2 separate regions of the Mus musculus genome follow, and region 1 is linked to region 2. The links are chromatin contacts, called in public Hi-C maps. All regions are on one chromosome and are shown on one strand. Each heading gives the region's core, a stretch centred on a gene start, on an enhancer-like site or on the middle of the called end of the contact. The rest is flanking DNA. Distances are from core to core; before and after follow the strand shown. Region 1 overlaps Gna14 (guanine nucleotide binding protein, alpha 14). Region 2 overlaps Gna14 (guanine nucleotide binding protein, alpha 14).

The links. Hi-C and Micro-C count contacts between places; a contact is called where the count stands out from the background.
Region 1: a Hi-C map of the N1E-115 cell line shows a contact between it and region 2, with 12 times the contacts expected there. The contact joins two enhancer-like sites. A contact is called at or near these places in 9 of 484 Hi-C or Micro-C datasets (the G1E-ER4 cell line, the N1E-115 cell line, Sertoli cells and 6 more) and 1 of 115 datasets of contacts at active chromatin or transcription factors (embryonic stem cells).

What each region holds. Positions count from the first base shown.
Region 1 is chr19:16,596,818-16,600,858 of GRCm38.p6, reverse strand. Gna14 (guanine nucleotide binding protein, alpha 14) reads right to left here. Exons shown (of 7, transcript NM_008137.4): 3 at 1,765-1,919. Among named protein-coding and RNA genes, the nearest start is that of Gm41811, 15 kb to the right of the region's middle. Within about 2 kb of position 2,113, at least 46 of the 459 cell types and tissues checked have an H3K27ac peak or open chromatin away from gene starts, as enhancers often do. A contact at or near this core is called in the N1E-115 cell line, where this site is marked.
Region 2 is chr19:16,527,497-16,531,873 of GRCm38.p6, reverse strand. All of the region lies in intron 1 of Gna14 (guanine nucleotide binding protein, alpha 14), which reads right to left. Among named protein-coding and RNA genes, the nearest start is that of Gm41811, 54 kb to the left of the region's middle. Within about 2 kb of position 2,388, at least 8 of the 459 cell types and tissues checked have an H3K27ac peak or open chromatin away from gene starts, as enhancers often do. A contact at or near this core is called in the N1E-115 cell line, where this site is marked.

The DNA.
Region 1 (4,041 bases), core at 864-3,363, 69 kb before region 2:
GTTCATTTTATCATGCTTATGTATGTAAAGAACAAATACAGAATGCAGTATCATTTGTGATTTGGAGCATCTGCTAGGGACTCTGGAAAGCGGTCCAAAATTAGGTTAAGTGGGAGGCAAGGAAGACACACTACAGTGATTGATTAATTGATTGATTGACTGAACCAGCAGACTACATTGTCTGAGATTAGAGGTCACTAACTGGTTGCCACATAGCCCTTAGCACACTATCTGGTACACTCATTTGCACAGTATAAATGACATCTAATTACGCAGACATTACTAGCAGATGACTGAGAACCACTGACTTGGACCAAGAAAATGCACAAGTAACTTATGTCATAGTGGGGGTGGGGGTTGTTGTTCTGTTTCATTTTGCTTTTTTTGCTATTTTGAGACAGGGTCTAACTCAGGTTGCCTGCTGACCTGAAACTCACCTGACTGAGAATGTCTAAGAATGTTTGACCCCCTGCTCTCACTTCTCCAGTGCTGGTAGCTAGGCATGTAACCACCATATCCATGACGCTCAAGGCTGGCAACTACTTCCCTTATTAAATGCTATTGTCTTCTGTACAACTCTGTTCACCTCCCCAGTCACCCCTCACACGCCTGGCAGCGAGCGGACTTGCTTCTGTTTTCAAGATTTACGCTGAGTTAATCTTACAGTCATTCTGGCAAGCGTTCTCCAAATGGATGTAAATCCAGAGGCTCATCTCAGAGCCAGTAACAGTGGGCCGCTTCTGGGAGGAAACAGGAGAACCCACTAGCTTTTGGACAGAATGCTCATCTCATTGGGAGGCTAGCTTCCTCCCCTCTCTGCTGCCAGTCTAGCGTCTTAGTGGTTTCTTTCCTTCTCCCCCCACCCTGCCCCCCGACATCGTGCTTTTCTGCTGATGTAATTAGATCAATTGTGCCAAGCTGGATTGAACTGAGTGCTGCATGGGACAAATGTCTAGGCAAAGTCATTAAAAGCCATGGGCCTTAACGATGCCTTCCCTGACAGCTGCTTTGTCCAGTCCAAGCTAGTTCAGGAAGAGGCCAACATGTAAAAGGAACGGAGTGGGTTTGGGGAGTTTCGTGGTCCTGGGAGGAGGAACCAAACTGCAGGAGCATAAACAAGCTGCAACCCCAAGAAGTAAGCTGTGTGCTCAGTCACCTGTGGGTCACAGCCAGCCCTAGGGGACTCTTAAGAAAGAAGAAATGTTGTGATATCTCCAAGATAGTATGCGATAGAAATTTTGATGATGTTGATGGTTTAAATCTAAAGCTTTATGGATCCCAAATACATTAAGTGGTTGACTTTCTGAGAGGGTCAAATAAGCCAGCCGAGAGGCCTGTGTGCTGGTCTTGCAATGCCAATGTCTATCACTAGAGGGCACTACAAGATCGGCAACCAATTTAAGCAAAGCCTAAGCCCGCCTGCAGTTTCCAGAGGGATACAGAGAGGAAGAAAGCGGAAAAACCACAGGCAGGTGTGTTCTTTGCTTAAATCATAACCTCTGCTCCAAAACTTAGATCCGTTCCACTAAAGGAATCTCCAACTTAATTGGGTGAGAGAAGGTGGCTGCTAACCCCAAGGGACATCTGGGACAGAGAATTAGGGGAGAAGAGGCCAAGAAGCAGGCCAGGAGGTCAGGGGAAACACCCACCCACACACATCCTCACTCCCCCACCCACCCCCACCCACACCCCCTGCCTCTCTGCCTCCTGGGAAGTGAAGCCTTGCAGAGTTGGCTTAGCAGCAGCTGCCGGCTGAGTACTCACTATTTGGCAGAGTCTGACAGCTGGTACTCCCTCCTCCTGTCGTAACACTCCTGGATTCCGGGATCCAGCCACAGCTGCTTGATGGCTGCCACCTGGTCTCTAGAGAGTGCAGTGACCTTGTCTACTTCCACTTCCCTGATGATCTGGGCATTTTCCTGTCCAACGGAAAGGAAATACCACGTTGAGCACAGAAAAGCATGACAGATAAGGGGATGATCTGGGGTGGAGGGCTCTGACAGGTGCTGGGCTGTGCACAGCCAAACCCTCAGAAACCAGAAGACTAGGCGGGGTGATTTGGTTGCTCAGTCTAGAGACGTGAAACAGACCGCACTAGACCTGCGCCTCCAGTCCAGCAATAGCAGAGGCAGCTGCTCAGACCCGGCACCCAGGTGTGAACAGAGACACCCACGCCCTGTAGCCACTTTCACTTTTCCCACTTTCTGTTCATTCCAACATCTATGTAGCCAGCAATGGACATAAACTGTTGTATCAGTCACAAACCAGGATTGTTTGGTTAGAAGTGGACTGGCCCCAGGTGTAAGAACAGGGACACACTCTCTCTGTAAACGGAAAAATCAGTGCCAACTGTCACCCTGCCCTTTTTCTCCCTCTTAAGTTTTTTTTTTTTCCTTTTCTTTTTCTTTGTATTTCTTTGAAGTAGATTTTACTTTGTAGAGCAGCATTAAGATTCAGCAGAAATCTTCAGCTCAACAGAAAGTTCCCATATGCCAGCCACGTAGTCCTGTGCATCAATCAGCGCACAGTTCTTTCCCACCTAGGAACCACTCCCAGATCACCTGCTCTGCACGACAACTACTAGACAGTGTTTATTGTAGCTATTACTCCGTTAGCACACTAAGGATTACAGGCAGGAGCTCTGTGAGAGTGTATGCCCAGTGGATACTTCTCACTTGCAATCCTAGCGCATATCCATCGCACCTGAACCTCTGCATGTGATTCCTTCCACTGTCCTTAGCCAGAGAGCGTGATCCAGGGTCCTGGAGGGCCTTGAGTAGAGCATAGGTACTGTCCCCAACCTTCTGGCTTCCCATTGCCGCTCTGTTGTTTCCTCTTGCCCTATGACTGCCCTCTACCCTCTACATCTGAAGTGGCCATGTGCCTCTGTCTTCAAACAAGTCCGGGAAAACTCCACAAAAGCAGAGTAAAAAATCTCACTTGTGCTTTTATCCAAGAGTTCAGCTCCTTTTCTGCAAGCAGTTGGTGCTTTCTTTGATAATGTGAGCTCAATAAACACATGTGGCACATGTATCTATGTAGCATGTCAGAAATCCACAGCCATGGGATATGACTAGTGTGGGGAGACGCCTTGCAGAGAGGGGGGAGTCCACAGAGGAATCTGGGGATTCACGGTGGTGCCTCTCAGCCAGTTACCTCGCTAACTCCGCCCCTTCTTGCATGTCATGCACCATAGGCTGTTTTCTTAAATTTAACAATGAAGTCCAGCTTTGCTGTTGAGAATTAAAGCCAAACAGTTGACAGAGGACTGGGTGGGGCACTGCCATGCTACATGGCAGGGGGGGTGGGGGAGGATGAGGGGAATAGAGGGATGGGGGAGGGGGAAGGTTGGTCAGCATCAATGTATGCCCAGGAAGCAGATGAATAAAGTGAGCCTGCTGGTCTTAAGAGTCTCAGGGAGAAGCAGTCAGACTGGAAGACAGAAGAGTTTGGGAGCAAGCCAGCAGTTGCAGAAACATCACCGATGACCAGGCTCTCATAGAGAGTTCAGCACGGACGTGGATGAACGTGGCAGAATAACTCGTTATTTTACACAACTGCAATATACTAATAAGAAGGGGAAACACAGGGCTCAACAAGAACTTTCCTTTCCCCGATTCTCAAAAATCAACATTTTTGCTGCTGGAAGAGGGAACACAGAAGACAGAAGTATGTCACACGGAAGTTCCCAGGCCACCCGTGAAAGGGCCACAGGTGAAGTGGTGGTGCCTTCACCTAGGGCCCTGGCTTCTGCTGAGTGTCCCTGTCAAGTACAGTGAGCTTCTAGTTGCAACCCAGCAGGCTGCCCAACCCGCCAGGCCCTCATCACAGGGGCTGCTCCTCTGTCAACTGCCCAGCACAGCAGCCATCTCTGCGGGGCCTTTTGTTAGGTAAGTAAGGGTTTGTGGTTTACATTTGTCTATGTATTTTAATTGGCAAGTTGATTCTACATAGTTATGGTATATATACCACATGTTCTCTTGACCTATGTAAATAATGTATATGGCTAAGCCGAGCTATTTAAGACGTGTGTGTGTGTGT
Region 2 (4,377 bases), core at 1,139-3,638:
TATAAATAATTGATATGCAGGATATCTGATATGACTCCTGGGAAAGGGGCTGTGACCCACGGTTTGAGAACCAATGATATAGACATTCTCACAGGTATGCCTGGGAACCTGTCTCCTCAGTGTCAACTTGATAATTAATACTAGCCATTACACGAATGCTGGCCATCTTTGTGCCTGGTATGATACCTGACCTTTGGTATCATAAATAAATATTGAGCAGTGCTTGATGTTAGGTCTCAGTTGCTCTCTGCCTCATTATCTGAGTCAGGGTCTCTCCCAAAAATCTGCAACTCCTGGAATCAGCTAGGTTAGCTGGTTAACCAGGAAGTTCTAGCTAGAGCTCCACCCACCTCCACCTTCCCAGCTGTCGTGTCGTGACTATGTACCACCAAGCTAGCCTTTTACATGACTGCTAAAGAAATAAATTCAGATCTTTATATGTAGGCAGCAAGCACTGAATCGTCCCCCGAGATCCCTTCTGAATTATCTTTTAACTAACATGGAAATAACTCAGCGTTGTGCAACCGACTGTCAGAACTCTTTCAATCTTACAAAATGGAACCCCAACCTCAGCCTTGGTGAACACCCTCAATTTCTGCTCTGTCTACCTTGACTCCTCTTGACACCTCACCGACATGAAGTCATACAACCTTTGTTCTTTTGTGCCTGACTTACTTCAGCGAGCATCCTCAAGTTCGTGTCCACACTCAGCAGTCCTTCCCTGAATAGCAGATCTCTAAAGTTTTCAAATACAAGATATTTTTTTAAATCTACCAAGTTACAATTACCTAACTCAACACTTGGGAAAACAGAATATGCCGATTCTCTGTGCCCCAGCCTGTGTTCCATGTGTGTCAAGAGACTCTGATCACATAGGTAAGTAAAGGAAGGCCCTAGAAGGAGCCTCGTGCTGATATTCAACGGCCTCTCCAGCATGACAATTGGATGCTGATACCAACAAATATTAAAGGAGTCGCTATGCTGGGGAATCTACCCGAGTCGCCCCCTTTAGTCTTCAGAACCACTCTGAAATAAGTGCTGTTCTCTGCAGTACAGAGATGAGAACCGGGGGATTCAGATTGCCTATGTAAAGTCTGCACTACACATAGGTACCAAGAGAAAGGCCTGAAATTGATTCACCTGGACTCCACTAACAAGCTCCACTATCACGGAAGATCTGGCTCAGAAACCAAAGGACTTGGTGGTACTGGACTCGGAAGAGTCAGTCCAGCCATACACTGGATAAAGCCCAGACAAGCCACCGTCTTTCAGATACATCCTGCTCAGGTCCTGCTGGGCTCAGCACACTCTTGTGATGTTCCCCATGAAGAAGTCAGCACATGGGGAGTTAACTTTACTGTGTTTCTTCCTGTGACTCAGCTCTCATATTAACTAGGTTTTCCTAGATCTACTCAAAGAACTGCATGAAAACTGAGCAGAGGACCAACTCCCTCTCCTAAATGTTACTATCAATGCTTGACCCAAAGTCCTAAGGCAGATTAGCTCTCTGTTCCCGTGGAATTCTGGGGTCCCTCTCCCCCAGTTCCAATACTCTGTTGCTTTAGTCTCTTCCGCCAGCAGCACTGAGCCTCTGGTCCCATGCCAGTTCATCCCAAACAAATATTAGTCCTGTGTTTTACAGATGAAGAAGTCAAGGTGAACATGGAGATTATGTAACTTCTTCAAGCAAACTGTCACTGTGACCTTGAAGCCAGACTCACTCAAGACAGCTTGAAATTCAGCAGCAAGATAAGAACGCTTCCAGTAGCAGGGCTCATTCCCTTACACCAGGACAAAGGCAGTCACAAACGTTTCAAAAGCCTCTGTATTTTGGGGCATTAAAACCAACCAACCAACCAACCAACCAGAAAACCTACTTTAGAACACTTTTTAAGATTAAATAACAAAAGTACTTAAGAAAACCATTATTTAAAAGTACTCTTTAAATCTTTTGGTTCAAACACCCAAACACACACACACACAGGAGGCAAAGAAGAAAATAGAATGACTGACACCAATCACTGAAGACCAAGATCAAGAACAGGAAGAAGCCATGTAGAGGAGGTCCTCTGTTCTCATTAAAGCTGCTCTACAACCCAGCTGATACCATCTTTTTTTTTTTTTTTTTTTTTTTTTAAGAAGAGAAACTGAGAATCATAAAGACTGCACAGGTTGTTCAAGTTTATGCAGCTTGATAGTGTTGGCCTGCATCTGAATCAGGTCTGCATTGGCACATGATCTTCCCATGACAATGTGGTACTTTCCTAAATAAAAGGTCTCCCCTACTACACAAACTGAAATTACAAAAGGAAAGCCTTATTCCTTCATCCTGCAGAACTGTGTTAGACCAGGGATGGCTCCAGCAGCAGGGGGCAGCAGGCAAGAGGGAGTGAAGGTAGGTCATGACATCATGCCTTCTACAGTGGCAGTTGTGGCAGGGCCACAGGGATTGGTGAGCTCAAATCAAGGATCTGAGCTTATCCATTTACCAGTTCCAAAAAGAAACTCCACATTCAGATTTCATGTACACATTTATTCATTTATTCAGAGGAAAAAGTGAACAACCAACAGCATACCTCTGGGGATGAAAACTACTAGTGTTTTTTACTGGGTGGTTTTTAATTGAGGAGTGGCTGGCTTAGCTCTCCTTCCTCACCCCACTACTTTAGCCAATTATCTTCTAAAACATGGGTGTGGGCCCATGCTGCTGGGCTAATTGCATCAGTCCAAAATGAGCCTGGTGGGGTTTCTCCTGCAAATGGAGGAAAGAAGGAACCCTCCACTCACATCAGATTTTTATTCCAAACAGGGGCCAAGCCTTTGGTCTGGAAAGGGAATTTTGGTGTTAGATTACCAGGGATTGCTCCAGGAGAAATTCCACCCAGACTCGGCATGCAGCAACACAGGTTCAGTCTTCAGTAAAAATAAGGGAAATGGCACCTCTCTGTTTACTTTGCATTTCTCCATTTGCATATTTGAAGTCACTAAATGACATCCCAACCAACAAGGGGATGCCAATGTACACAATGGGAGTCATATATGTCAGACCATATCAAATGTCCATGTACATGATGGGCTCTAAGCTTATAATGAAACCAAACAATTCCCATCATGCCATATTGTCACTTACCATTTAACATTGAGGGATGTTCAAGTACACAAATACCACCGTGTTATAACTGCCTACAGTATTCAGGACAGTGATATATTGCATAGATTTGCAGTCTATACACACAGCCTATGCTTGCAGAGGCTGTATCATCTTGGTTTGTGTAAATATAATCTATTATGTTTGGACAATGGCGAAATGTGTTTTACAGAACATATGGCCATCATTAGGTTAAGCATGTCTGTACTTTTCAATTCTTATCTGTGTCCGTCAAGAGCCTGCTATGTGAGCTGCTTGCCTGTCCTCTCACTGCCACTGCCTTCCATAATAAAGGCAATGGACAACAGCTGGCAAGACACTCAGGCCAGTAACAGATTCACCAAAAGACCTCCTGTCTGCTTCCTGTCACCATAATTGCTGACATCTCAGCAGGAGAGCATCAAGACACCCCTCCTTCCACTCCACCCCACCCCACCCATCTCTTGCTGTGAAACTCCACTTAGGCAGTTTTGCCCCCTTTTCCATTAAGCAACTGTTCTTTCTTGACCAGTACCCTCAGCACTGGGTAAATGGACATGTGTCTCTTGAGTATAGATAACACATGTTCTATTCTCCTCTCCACAGGCTCCCTGCTGACTATGAGCGAGGGCTGTGGGCCTCTGGCCTTGCAGGGCTGAAAGCTTTCCTACAGTCGTCTTCTTGACTATACTGTCCAGAAGTGTCTCCTAAGCCTCAGTCATGTGTGCATTAATATTGTGATTTGGGCATCTCCATATGATACTTGTGTGACTATCTAATATTTTATTTTATATATTGTTCAGATGTTTGTTATAAGCTATGAAAACCTTGTATTTCCTGTGATGACTAAAGTAAATAAAAGTGACTTTACAATATCCCAGCAGAAATTCTTCCCAGCTTTTTGGGGAATTACCCACAAAAGATCGTCCTATGTAGATAAAACTATTCCTTCTACTACTCATCCAAGAGGCTCTCCTAATCCTGATCCCTTCCCTCTTCAGGGCCTCTGAAATTCCACCAGGAACCTTATGCAGATACAGAACAGCAAGGCTACAAACACAGAGCTGAAAACAGGCCCAAACCAACAACTACAACAACAATAACAACAACAACAACAAAACCCATACACACAAAAACATCTGTACACTAAGACCCTACACCTCTGAGACTGAGAACACAAATTAAGGTCAAGTATTAATTTAACTTCAAATAACACAAGAAAGCTCATTGTGAGGGTGAGGGGGTGGCAA